2 separate regions of the Rattus norvegicus genome follow, and region 1 is linked to region 2. The links are chromatin contacts, called in public Hi-C maps. All regions are on one chromosome and are shown on one strand. Each heading gives the region's core, a stretch centred on a gene start, on an enhancer-like site or on the middle of the called end of the contact. The rest is flanking DNA. Distances are from core to core; before and after follow the strand shown.

Evidence for each region. Hi-C and Micro-C count contacts between places; a contact is called where the count stands out from the background.
Region 1: a Hi-C map of psoas muscle shows a contact between it and region 2, with 2.5 times the contacts expected there. The contact joins the promoter of Rars1 here to the promoter of Spdl1 in region 2. A contact is called at or near these places in 3 of 12 Hi-C or Micro-C datasets (frontal cortex, mammary epithelial cells and psoas muscle).

Annotation. Positions count from the first base shown.
Region 1 is chr10:20,795,869-20,803,054 of GRCr8, reverse strand. It overlaps Rars1 (arginyl-tRNA synthetase 1), which reads left to right and starts at 3,804. Exons shown (of 15, transcript NM_001105777.2): 1 at 3,804-3,869; 2 at 4,745-4,879. The coding sequence starts at 3,825.
Region 2 is chr10:19,793,535-19,800,137 of GRCr8, reverse strand. Spdl1 (spindle apparatus coiled-coil protein 1) reads left to right here and starts at 1,841. Exons shown (of 12, transcript NM_001034138.1): 1 at 1,841-1,965; 2 at 4,074-4,248. The coding sequence starts at 4,093.

The DNA of each region.
Region 1 (7,186 bases), core at 2,555-5,054, 1.0 Mb before region 2:
CCGCATGACTTTGGTGCACATTTTTAAGATGGATGGATGGATCGGGATAGATAGAAATATATTCACAGGCTGGAGAGTTGGCTCAGTGGTTCAGAGCACTGACTGCTCTTCCAGAGGTCCTGAGTTCAAATCCTGGCAACCACATGGTGGCTCACAACTACCTGTAATGAGATCAGATGCCGTCTCCTGGTGTGTCTGAAGACAGCTACAGTGTACTTATATATAATAAATAAAGGGTTTTAAAAAAAAAGAATGGGGAACTTCATTTTAAAAAAGAAATATATTCACTTCTATTTTATGTGGATAGGTGTGTATGTATGTCTGTGATCCCAGCACCTGCAAGTGGACGCAAGACTTAGAGACCGTCTCAGCAGTATGAAAACCTTAAAAACAGACTGGAGAGATGTCTGTGCACCCCTGCATGTGGGTGCAATGCCTATAGAGACCAGAAGAGGCTGTTGGATCCCCTTGGAATTGGAGTTACAGTCAGTTGTTAGCCACCATGTGGGTGCAGGAAATTGAACCCAGGTCCTCTGAAATAGAGGTCAGTGCTCATAACCTCTGAGCCATCTCTCCATCACCTCAACGTGCATTTTATTTTATATTGACCCCAGCTTGGTCTCAAACTCACTTTGCCGTCTAGGGTGGCCTTGTTTGTTTTTAAAGATTTCTTTTATTTATATGTGTATCCATAGATGCCCATGAAGGCCAGCAGAGTTGTATCCCCTGGAGTTATAGGTGGTCAGGGGCCATCTCACACGAGTGCCCGGAACTCTAGTCATCTGGAAAAGTAGCAAGGGCTCTTAACAGCAGAGCCATTTTTCTAGGTCTTGTTTTGTTTATAAAGAAAAGGTCTCTCCGCTAGGCACATGCTTTTAATCCCAGTATTCAGGAAGCAGAGGCAGACAGATCTCTGAGTTCGGGGCCAACCTGCTCTACATGGCGAGTTCCAGGACAGGGGTAGCATAGTGAAACCTTGTCTCAAGAGAGAGAGAAAGACAGGGAGAAAGGGATGGGGGAGAGGGAGGAGGAGGAAGAAAAGGAGAAGGAAGAGGAGGAAAGAAGAAATAGAAACAGAAATAAAGAGGCCAAGTCTTGGGGTTGGGGGTGTGGCTCAATAGTAGAATGTGTGCTTAACAATCACAAAGCCCTGAGTTCAATCCCAACACTGGAAGAAGAGAATTAAAGACCCATTGGCATGTAGCAGACTACCTTTTAATTCACTATGTAGTCAAGGCTGACCCTGAACTCCTGTTTCTCTCGTCTCTGCTTCTCAAGTTCTGGGATTTCAAGCACGAGCTACCCTATCTAGCAAGGATGATCTTGAGTTGCTGCTGCTCCTGCTTCTGCCCCCCAGCGCTAGAATTTCAATGTCTCTTCTGCCACATCCAGGTCACTGCTCGTATAAACACGACCCAAGCTGAGCATGGCTATAATCCCAGTACTTACAAGGTTGCAAGTCCAAGGCCAGCGTGGGTTATATAAGTGAGTTCCAGACCAGCCAGGGCTACAGAATGAGTCAGTCTCAGAAGATGAGATAAAGTGAAGATGAACTCTGTCCAATTCTCCCTTTGCCCATCCTTTCTTACGACGATGCCTGTGTCTGTGGATAAATCACGGCATGCAGTTTTAAATGTACCATCAGAGCTCCAGACCCAGGCCATTTACTTCCCACACGCTCGTCAACCCCAGTGCTTGAAAGGCAACAGACAGAGACAAGACATTGGCAACTAAAGTCCTGCGTTGTTTATCTAGTGTTTACTACTGTAGACCAAATTACCGAGCTCCATTCTCTGCTGTTGGAGATCCACGGCAGGGCTGAGATCCATTCTCTACTCTTGTAGAACCACAATGCTGAGATCCACCCCTCTACTGTTATAGAAGGTTAAGCCATAGCAGGGAAGTTTACATTCTACTTGTTATCTTCTAGATGCTTCTGGAATAACTCACTTTCATATCTCTGGCCCATACCATTAGTACAGCTATTCCCAGAGTACTTTACTAACTAAATGTATTGCTGGCAATATGGTAAGGACAGTCATCAATTTCTGCCTACCATAGGATAGTGGGTAAATGAAGCTAATTGGAAATATCAGGTCATAGGCTTGACATTTATGGTACTTCTTGCCAACGATATGTATCTGATCACCTAGTCTTCATATTTCACGCGCCAGACACACCTTGTTCACCATTTCAGCCCCCGACGAAGTATTCAGTAACACAAGACAAATACTCAATTACTGACTGCTGACCAAAGGAAAGCCAAAGCCCCTCTATGCCATGGGGACACAGACGTTTCTCAGTGACTTGTGACTTCTTTTTCTTTCTTCCTTTCTTTGCTTGCTTACTTGCTTACCCTGAGACAGATCCTTACTCTACAGCCAAGGATGAAAGATGCCCTAAAACTCACTAACCCAGGCTGGACTGAATTCACAGCAGTCACAGTTTGGTGTGTGTGGTTGTTTTTGGTTAACGTTTTTATATGGGCTGTGGTGATAACCAAGTGCCTTAATGCAGCATCTCTCTAAAGCGGGGTATATGTACCGCTGGTGACAGTGTAGAAAACTATAAGCCCAGAGAGGTGACAGATGTAATTCTGGAAAGCAGGAAAAGCCTAAGTTCTAGGCCAGCCTGCTCTCCCTAGCAAAAAAGAAAACACAGGTAGTTATGGCTACATTCTTTTTTTTTCTTTTCTTTTCTTTTTTTCGGAGCTGGGGACTGAACCCAGGGCCTTGCGCTTCGTAGGCAAGCGCTCTACCACTGAGCTAAATCCCCAACCCCGGCTACATTCTTTATTACTTATAATAATTATTGTTTTTTTTTAATTTATGCATTTATGTATGTGGGTGTTCTGTCTGCATGTATGCTCACCCATCAGAAAAGAGCATCAGATCCCATGGAACTGCATGTTTCTAGGTGATTGTGAGCTGCCATGTGGAGGCTGGGAATCAAACTAGGACTTCTGGGGAAACAGCCAGTGCTCTCAACCACTGAACCACCTCTCTCAAGTCCTATAATATATTTATTTAATATGTGGCATTTATTTTTTTGTTTTGTTTTGTTTTGTTTTTTTTGAGCTGGGGACCGAACCCAGGGCTTTGCGCTTCCTAGGTAAGTGCTCTACCACTGAGCTAAATCCCCAGCCCCAATATGTGGCATTTATAACCCGCACACTAAGCCCATAGATTCATTGATATTAATGTTAAGGATGAAGATAAGTAAATTTTAAGGTGAACTAAATCCATCTTGGTGGTAAATCCATGTTATCGTAGCCCTTGGGAGGTGAAAGGACAAAGATCAGAAAACGAAAGCTGTTTTGTCTTCCCCCTTTCAGACAGTCTCCAGAAGTTTGAGGATATTTTCCTTTTCGGTCATCATACATTGTTCAACAGAGGGATGGGTTGCCAGGCAATGGTGGTGCATGCCTTTAATCCCAGCGCTCAAGAGGCATAGGCAAGTTCGAGGCCACTCTGAGCTACTTACTGAGTTCCAGGACAGCCAAGGCTACACAGGGCAATCCCGTCTCGAAACATCAAAACGAAACAGAGGGATGGGTTTATGGGTTCTGTGCCTATGCCTGCGCCTTGAGAGACAGAGGGTCCAAACACAGGGTAGCTTTGGCCTGAGATGCATCTTTCCTGACCCCAACATCAGCTAGTCCTGCTCCGGGCTTCTCTCGCAGTGTCTCCTGGATCCCGCTAGGGGGCAGCAGAGGGCGCGCCCTGAACGACCGAAAACAATGACCAGGGTAGGAATTTCCGCTTCCGGCCAAAACTAGACACTTCCGCTTCCGGCTACTTGGCATGTGAGTCGCTGACGAAAGGATGGACGGTCTGGTGGCTCAGTGCTCCGCGCGGTTGCTGCAGCAGGTTTGTCCCTGGTTGGGGCGGAGGCCTCTGGAGCGGGCGGCGGCGGGTCAAGGCACTCAGTGGCTTCCACATGCGGTGGCGACGACCCGAGTCCCGGACCCGGGCTTGCGAAACCATGCTGCCCCGCCAGCCGTTTGCTCTTGTCTGGGTCGTGGGACTGTCACTCAGAGAAGAGAGGGTGTCTCAGGGCCTGAAGTGGCCAGCGAGGCCCACTCTGCTGGCCGCCCTGGACAGGATGGGGCAGTCAGGTGTGCTCTGGGACCCAGCCAGAAACTTCCCAAGAAGCCGCCAGCGTTGGTCTGGGACAATGTCATAATTTTAAAAAACGAAAGTAGGACCAAGTCCTTTTTCTCTTTTCTTTTTCGGACCTAGATACGAGTGTTAGGAACTCAGCTTGCCAAAGTCTGCCTTGTTACAACAACTGCTTTATGCAAATCGGCAGCCCCGAGGTACACGTTAAATGGACAAGCTCTTTACTGCTCAGTCCTGTTTATAGTAGCAGATACTGGAGAGATGGGAATTTTACTTAGACCCAGAAAAGGTAAAGACAGACACTTGAGCGATTTTGAATATGACAAAAGATGGAAGTGTATATTGACTCCTTTTGCCCCAAAGGGATCTAACCCAGAGTCACTCCTACTCCAGGCAAGCACTACTGGCGTGTGTAAGCCCCCAAGTCTTACTGATTTTTGTCGGTTTGTTTTGTTGTTTTAGTTTCGTTTTTAGTTCAAGTTATAAGATTTAGCAATACAGGTAGTAAAATCAGAAACTTGTACTCTGACTAAGTCAGGATGCATTGACCTGATTTCCTTATCTGGGAAGCATTCCTTTGGACTGGACTGGACTGGACTGGAGAGAGTGTATTTCCCTTACAGGAAAAGGAGATTAAATCTCTGACTGCTGAGATCGACCGGCTGAAGAACTGTAGTTACTTAGAAGCTTCTCCAAGTTTGGAACAGTTACGAGAAGAAAATTTAAAATTGAAGTATAGGCTGAATATTCTTCGAAGGGTGAGTCCTCTGGGTATCTTCCAATACTTTTTTATTTATTTTGATTGATTGATTACTGAAGATTCTAAAAGTGTGCACTATAAGAACTGGAAAGAGGAGTTGGTTTAGAAATCTGTTTTCCTCCATGAAGCAAGGTAGGACTCATTACACAGGTGGAGAAATTGGGGAGGCGCCGGCTTCCCAGGACCTCTAAGTGGTGCATTACAATGGTTTAAAGAATGGTTTGGAAGCTGAGATTTCTTCAATGTCTGTGCCTATGCTTTCAAAGGAATGTTTTTTTGTTTTTAAACCATTTTCACTACCATAGAAGAAATAATTTGTCAGGAACAAATTGATGGGGATGTTTTAAAATGCACATGCCGATACCTTAACTTCTAGGCTATTAGGTTGCTTGTTTTACAATTGTATGTCGTGATTTATAACGTCTTTTGGGTTTCTTTGCATTTAATGCTGCAGAACTTTCTCTGCCTTTCCTCCTCCCCTCTCCAAGCCTCGCTATTCAGACCAGGATGGCTTTGGGATTGGGCCTCCTCCGCCCTGCAGTCTTTTTCTGCCTCTATTTCTCTGTCTCTCTGTCTCTGTCTCTGTCTCTCTCTCTCTCTCTCTCTCTCTCTTCCTCTTTCTCTCTCTCTCTCTCTCTCTCTCTCGGTTTACAGGTGTGTACTCCTATGCCACCATTTGAACAGCCTTAGAGTCCAGCATTGCTTATCAATGGTTTTTTTTGTTTTGTTTTGTTTCTTAAAAACAAAAAAAGCTTACGTTGAGCTTTTTTGGCCTGCCTTTCAGGTTTGTTAATGACAGCCCAGCCTGTTGCCTCAGTAATTGTTCTTGTGTGTGAGTTTTTATGTGTGTGTGTGTGCCCTTCTGGATTGCACAGGTGTCACTCCATTTCCTTCTTACCCGTTTGGAATCAGCAGTGCTAGGATAGCTCTGTCAGGCACTCGTGTGCTGCTGAAGGCAGGAAGGGAAGCACACAAGGGAAATACTGCTGTGGTGAAAATAAGCTTGTCTGTGTACAAGAGGCAGAGGCAGGCTGCTCCTTTAGTTCAAGGCCAGCCTGGTCTACAGAGTGAGGCCCAGGACAACCAGGGCTACACAGAGAAATCCTGTCTTAAAAAAAACTAGAGGTTGGGTGGGGATGGGGGGATAGCGCTGGCTTATATCACAGGAATAAAGTATTGTGTGCTTCACCTTGCTGCCTTCCCCTGGTTCTCTTGGGCCACACACTCCAACTAGAAGGCACATTCTAGATGGTTCTGGCTAAAATACCTTGCTAGCTTCCTTCTTTCCTTCCTTCCCTGATTCTCTTGCCTCCAGTAAAAGGTGGTGGGACTGCAGGCATGCACCTGCACCACCACACCCAGTTTTATCTGGTGCTGGGGGCTGAGTCTGAAACCTCACCCAGGCCGGGCATTTCACGAATGTTCTTCTCGTAAACATGGCTGCCTCGTTTTTCTTTTACTGCTTTTCTGTCTTTTTATGGGTTTTTAAGATAAAAAACCTTATTTAGTACTGTTTTTGAGGCAGGGTTCCTATGTAGCCCTGACCTTTCCAGAGCTGTCTTAAGTAGACCAGGTCTCAAACTCGCACCGATTCTCCCCCACCTCTGCCTGCAGAGTCTGACCACTCGGCTCGTTTCCTTAGGTAGTCACGGAAAGCTGCCCACACTGGTAGTGATCACACACTGTCGCTAACATGGTAGTTCCCCTGTTAAAGAATCCCATAGGTTTTTGGAAATCTGCATCCGTTTTCTTAAAAGCTGTTATTTGTACTAATGTTCATTATGTGAGGTTTTACCAAATGCATACATCACTAAAGGTGGTTGTAGCAAAATGTGTGTGCTTTTGGCTTAATTTGATTGAGTCAAGGTCTTGCAGCGTGGCCCTGGCTGTCGTGATTTGTGCTATACAGCCTGTCACTCTCAGACTTGTGGCAGTCCTCTTGTCTTGGTCTCCCAAGAGATAGAACTAAAGTATGGCACCGTGGCCAGCTAGGAATCATGGGAGAAAGAAGACTTGCGCATATAAATCAGGTAAAGAAAAAAATTGTCAAGAGCTCGACTCACTTCTGCAATCCCAGCACCGGAAAGGCACAGCAGAGGATCGCTGTGAGTGCAAGACCAGCCTGGGCTACAGAGCAAGAGCCTGCCTCAAAACCAAAGCAGGCTTTCACGCTCTCTAGTAGGGCACCAGGCCTGGGTGAGGCCTCGGACTCTGTCCTCAGCACCAAATCTGGGTGTGGTGATGCCTGCCCGTAATCACTGCCCATCACTTTCTGTTGGAGGCAAGGGGAGGGGGAGGGGGAGGG
Region 2 (6,603 bases), core at 592-3,091:
AGCTCTGACTCAAGCCATTTCAGACATGACAGTTTGTGTTGACCTTTAATTTGATGGGTCCTATGTAAAGCTTTGTGGAACTGAAGATTAACAGTTGTCATACAGAACGTAACAAGGTATGTGATGGACATGACCTTGCCCTGAGGTAAGTTGTTTTTCTGTGTCAATGAATGGCAGGCAGATCACAGAGACAATGTGGAAGACTTGGCAGGCGTGAGGCAAAATGAGAAATGGTGTGACTTACCCGCTCTTGAATCAAAGAACGAAACAAGGAGTTCACAAAGATCTTCGTTACACGCGTTAACTAGTCATGACTGGCCAAGGCTAGAGGTTATCTTCCTGACTCCTGAGTTGAACAATCTGAGAATGGTAGAAGAAATAGGATTTGCTTCATTTAATCTTTCTCACGATTATATCTGCTTGACAGATCACTGTTTATCTTAAAAACCAGCTCAGTCCTTTAAAGTCTGGTCTAGCTCCATCAGAAATACCGGTCTATAAGTGAAAAGGCAGGAGGTCAAAGGCTATGGTACATCAAGATATTAAAATTTAATGGAGACATTCAACTCTACCAAATGCAGGAAAAGGGGAAAGTAAACACTGACCTCTGGACATTGAAGGTTAAAAATCAACGGGGTACAGTACAAGTTTGGCCTGCATGATAAAACAAGGAAGCAAACAAATAAAAACAAAACAAACAAACAAACAAAAACCCGCTGGTGATCTGTCAAGAGACAATTCACTATACTGGTTTAAGACTAGACGACAGGTGGAATACAAATTAGTAAAAGAAACGAATCCCAGGAGTCGCGAGGAGGGGCTGGCGGATCTCTGTTGAGTTCATCGCTAGTCTGGTCTGCAGGGAGAATTCCAGGACAGTCAGGGCTACACAGCGACCCTGTCTCAAAAATCTAGATGAGATGACGATGATGAGGAGGAGGAGGAGGATGATGAAGAGGAAGAAGAGGAAGAAGAGGGGGGAGAGGAGGAGGAGAAAATTGAATAGTGAAAACCTTCTTAGACGTTTTGTTATGTAAAGAAAAACATGGGAATGTGGTTGACTGGCGTCGGAGAAGTTTTCGATTAATTTTTGCAATGAGTCATTTCAGCACCTTCATCTACTGACGGGAAAGATTCAACACAGTCAATCACGATAAAGAAGCAGCCAAGTGCTTAGATAAAAAAAAAAAAAAAAGACATGATGCCATGTGCCAGTTGCTAGAACTCTCCAAATTTCCAACTGTTTAAAAGTGTAAAGAATAAGTAAAATTACAAGGGGTTTCTATTTAGACACGCATGCTCTCGAGCTGTCCTGCAGAACCGGCTGGGTTTGTTTGAATAGCAGTCCTAACACTTTGACTTTGAATTACTAGGGTGTTCTTTGGAGGTGGCTTTAATTTCCTCTGCGGAAAGTGCAAGATGCCGCGGAGCTGGCAGGGTGGATCGGGTCTAACTGGGAAGATCCGTGTGGAATGTGGCACAGTGCTGGCCCGGGTTAGACTCAATGCCTTAGCTACTAAAGGCGACTGCAGGCGGGCCAGTGTGGAACTACTATTACCTTCAGACCCGGCGACAATGGCGCTGCTAAAGACCACAACAAATAAATACACCTCAGAAACACAATTCACTAAAAGCAAACACTTGGTTAAATAAAAAAAAAAGTTTCCAGGGAATCTGACAAGCAGAAACGCCTAAAAGCACAAGTCGCGCAGCATGCACATGCGCAGTCGCTGCAAGACACGCCTCTCGTTTGCCCCGGAGGCGCGGATTGGACAACACATCTCGTGAGAAACCCGAGTTCTCGCGGGAACAATATTCAAAAACCCCGGCGCTTACTGAACAGACCCTCGGCCGAATGAAGAGGGTGGTATTTCTATGCTGAGGTAGATTTAGTGTCACGCGTCTGGGCGCCCAGTGCTCTCCGGACAGGCCTCCAGTTGCAGCAGCCAGGAAACGTGGGGAGAGGTAAGGGCGAGCGGCGGGAAGGGCGAACCGGGCGGCCGCAGGCGGAACGCCTGTTGTCCCGGAACCTGAGTTCTCAGGAGCCTCCTTCCGGGTCGGTGTAGTGTTCGGTCGGACCGCTGCGCTGCGGGTTTGACTGCGTACGGGTAAACACGGTGCTGGGTGATCTTGATATTTAGTTCTGTGACCTCCGAGTCCTGAGTTCTCTAGTACCGTAAGCCCTGGCCAGTGGTGCAGCCCGAATTAACTGTTGCAAATATGTAACACACGGTGGAGGCTTATTGTAGCATCTCATTCACTTATTTTTTACTTGTTTAATTGTTTTGTTATTTATGTATTATTCACATTACATCCCAATCTCAGCCCCCTCCCTCCTTCTCTCCCAGTCCTGTCCCCACAAATTCCTACCTCCACTACCCCCTCCGTCTTTTCTCAGAGAAGGGGAAGTCCCCCTCCCCCCAGTACCATCCAACCCTGGGAAATCAAGCCCCAGCAGGGGTAAATAAGCACTCCCAACTAGGCAGTCCAGGTAGGGGAAGGGGAATCCAATGCCAGGCAACAGAATTAGAGACAGCACCGCTCCGATTGTTAGGGGACCTAGGTCCAACCCCTGTAACCTCCTTGGTTGTTGGTTAAGCCTCAGTGAGCCACCCTGGGCCCAGGTTATTTGACTCTGTTGGCCTTCCTGGGGTGGCCTTGACCCCTTTAGCTTGCTCAATTCTATCCCCTATTCTTCCCCACAAAACTCACAGAGCCCCGCTGGATGCTTGGCCCTGGTCTCTGCATCCCTTCTATCTGCTGCTGGATGAAACCTCTCAGGAATTAGTTCTGCTAGGTTCCTATCTGCAAACATAGCACAGTAGCATTAGTAGTGTCAGGGGCTGGCTTGCTCTCATGGGATGTGTTTCAAGTTGGGCCAGTCAGTGTTTCTGCTCCGTCTTTATCCCTGTGCATCCTATAGGCAGGAGAACTTTTGGGTTCAAGGCTTTGCGTGTTGATTTATTGATTTTTGTATTTGTTTATTTTTTCAATGATTAGAGGTTGCAGTGGTAACATTTTGGATGTTTTGGTTAAATGTTTTCCCTGGTATTTATTTGTGAAAATGTGACTCCCAGAAAGTTTAAAATTCCTTTGGCTCACATGGCATTTCTGTTGATACCTAGACAGAGGCCCTTTACTCTACTTATCTTACAGAATTTATAAGATAGATGAAACAAGATGTTTGCAAAACTTTTTTACGATGTAGCCAGTTTGGTGGTGGAAATGAGCTTTGAACCCAGATGGCTAGCTCACCCATAGAGCTTCCTCTCACTTTAATACCATATACAGGTTGCGTTTTTGAGACGTTGGAGTGTAAAGTGATTGGTGCACCAGGCTTTGGACCTCCACTCTGATTTTTATGTCATTTTGCCATATCTGTGTAGGTTCTCTCAAACCTATCCCAAGCAAGCTTTTGGCTCACTTCTCCAGCAGAGCATCTTGGGCCAGGACTTGCAGTTTCCAGTTTCTCACCTAATTTGCCTTAGTATCGTTTGCCATGATGGTTCCTTTCCACCCCCTGGAGGAATTTTGTCCTTTTGGCTTACTTCATGAGTCATGCCTGAGGGTACTTTGGGTCTTCTTCATAGCAGTCTTCAATTCCGAGTCTTGTCAGCAATCCTGCTCATCTTCTAGTGATGAAGAATCTTAAGGGCTTAATGTTGTCACTGTCCATATTCAATTGCTTAATTAACCATGTCATACTCAAAATATGAATTCTTGCTTTCTTTCCTGTAACGTTCTGTACCTCAGTGCCTCAGCTGAGAGTAGCTCCATTCTAGTAATTGCTCTGGCCAGAAGCCTTGCATTAATTTTTCTTTTTACCTCCCAGAATTCATACCAGAAAATCGTATTGACTTAACCTTCACAAATTTTACTGAGTTTGGCCATTTCTTGATCCCTACTGTGCTATCTCTGAGAAGAGGAATTTTCGTACAGTTCAGAAATTGAAATCTAATATCCCTTTGGTTTTATATGACGGTACTGTCAACTATTTATGTTTCTTCTCTTGCTCTGATGTCACTACATTTAGTTCCAAGTTCAGCTCAAGTAGTTGTATTTTGTCTTTCCAGTAGATTGAAAACAGAAAACATGGAGGCAGATATCACAAATCTTCGAAACAAGCTCAAAGAGTGTGAAGACGAGCGACTGAAAGCTGCACAGTATGGCCTACAGCTATTGGAGAGGCAGACGGAGTTGCAGAGTCAGCTGGATAAATGTCATGAAGAAATGATGACCACAGCTGAGGTAGGAGCCATGCACCTGTTTACAAGGAAGTGCTTAGGACCTAAAAACTTGTTTGTGTGGTAACTCCATACTCTTTTTACCCACCCTAGCTGCATTGAGAAGGGGAAGAACTAAATAAATGTCCAGTGTTCTTTCCAGCAGTTGGGTGACTCTGAGTTCAGCTCGCTTTCCTGGCTACATTTCCATGGCCAGGTGCTGTTCAGCCCATGCTCTGCTTTTCTTACCTCACTCCTTTTATATTTCTAAACCTTTGAGTGCTGCATGGCATTTCACCAAGCCTTGAGTTCTCCCTGAAGGCTAAAGTAGTGTGTCCAAGTGCCTGCCATTAATGAACATCTCAAGGTTGACACAACTCATTCTCTGTCTGCTAATTGGATGTTCACTTGCTTTGGTAAATGGATTGGCCTTCATCCAGTTGCTTGAGCCTAAAGTCAAGGGGTCCTGCATTTTGTCCATCAATAAATCTAAGGACTTGACTTACATCTTATTTAGGTTTCTGTTACTGTGATGAAACACCATGACCAAAAGCAGCTTGGGAGGAAAGGGTTGATTTCATCTAGAGAAGTCAGAACAGGAACCTGGAGGCAGGAACTGATGCAGAGGCCATGGATGCTGCTTACTGGCTTGGCCAACCTGTTTTCTGATACTATCCAGAACCACATGTCCTGGGGTGACACCACCCACAGTGAGCTGGGCCCTCTTACATCCGTCATTAGGAATAAAATGCCTCACAGACTTGCCTACTGGTCAGTCTTGCAAAGGCATTTTCTCCGTTAAGATTTCCTCTTTACACATATATCTAGGTTTGAGTTAATTTGTCAAAAAACAAGCAACACACCAAAAGACCTGCCTGAGATACTGCTGCTCTAGCCCAGACCATAGCTGTCTTTCCACTGGACAGCTGCTGTATCCTTCTAACTGGTGGCCAGCTTTCATCATTACCGTTCATACGTCACATATCCAAGAGGTCATGAGAAAATAAACCATCTCCTTTCTTCCCTTCTGAAAGCCACATGGGGCTTTCTGTTGTATTTTTGGTATAGTCTGAGCTCTTTACTAGGTTTTGTATATTCTCGTGTTCTGCTCTCTTCCTAAGGGGGCAGCACATTTCAAATGTGTTTTCTGTAGTCTTTCCTATACTGGCTTTATATTGGATGTTTCTCCTGGAGTTACTCGTCCACTCTTCTTGACTGAGTCCTCAACCACAGACTGTCAGTCACATGTCCTGTAAGCATGGTGGCTAACACTGACTGTATAATGTAAAACTGCGAACTCTCCTGCCGATTATCTCCAGAGCTGCAAGCAGTGTGAGAGGAAATCTTGTCTAGTCTTACGCACTAACATACACCTATTACCTGCCACACAAATGGTTTTAAAATTACTAGATCAGTTTAATATTAAATGTTTAGAGTTTTAAAACTGAAGTTCGGGATTATCAGTATAGCAGGTGGACATCACTAATGACATGTTGTTTTCCCAAGAGCTGCTGTCCTTAGTAAGTACTCCATGCCCAATCACAAGGCGAAGATCATATATCTCAGAATGGAGACAAAGTCGGTGTGCAGAATTATATGGTAACACTATTAAATACCTTTTTAATAGACGTATACATCTTAGGAACCTTTTATAGTAGTTTTTGCAGTAGTTTTCGGGGTTAGTTGTTCCTCCCCCAAATCCCTCCTCTACCCTGCTTTATCTCATTAAAAAAAGAAAAGAAAAGAAAAAAAGAAACGGAACTGCAATACTTTTTAACCATGTCTATAGTTATTTTGTAAATGAAACAGTGCTCTGAAAGTATTCAGTATTTTTCCTCTTACCCATCCCACTGTTTTTCAAAGCAGTCAAGGAAGAACATCTCATTATCAGATAGTAATGCTTACCAGGAACATTGGAGTAGCGTGTCCTTTAACTTTGGTACGGTGTCCTTTGTTTTGTCTTCCCATAGGGATTGATGGACCGTCATGCTGTGAGGTTCATCCTTCCTTGACAGAAAACTGCAATTACTGTCCCTCCAGCACGGACTTGACATACTTCTCCTATCTATAGTTGTTCATAGATAACACATGGACAACTCTAGATATTTATATGAAATGATAATTTATAAATCTGTAATGGTTACGTCCTGCTTGGGTACCTGAAGCAGATGTTGCTCCTCTTGATGTCTCGTGAGGTCATTAGTCACCTAACACGATGTCAAATGCCTTACACAACACCTGACACATTTCATCTCATCACATGGATATTATACTGCCTCACATCTAAGAATAGTGACTGTAGTATAGAGATATTTGAGAGAAAAATGACACATAACTTTTTAAATTGCTTTTTTATCATTGGTTATATCATTAGTCTCTT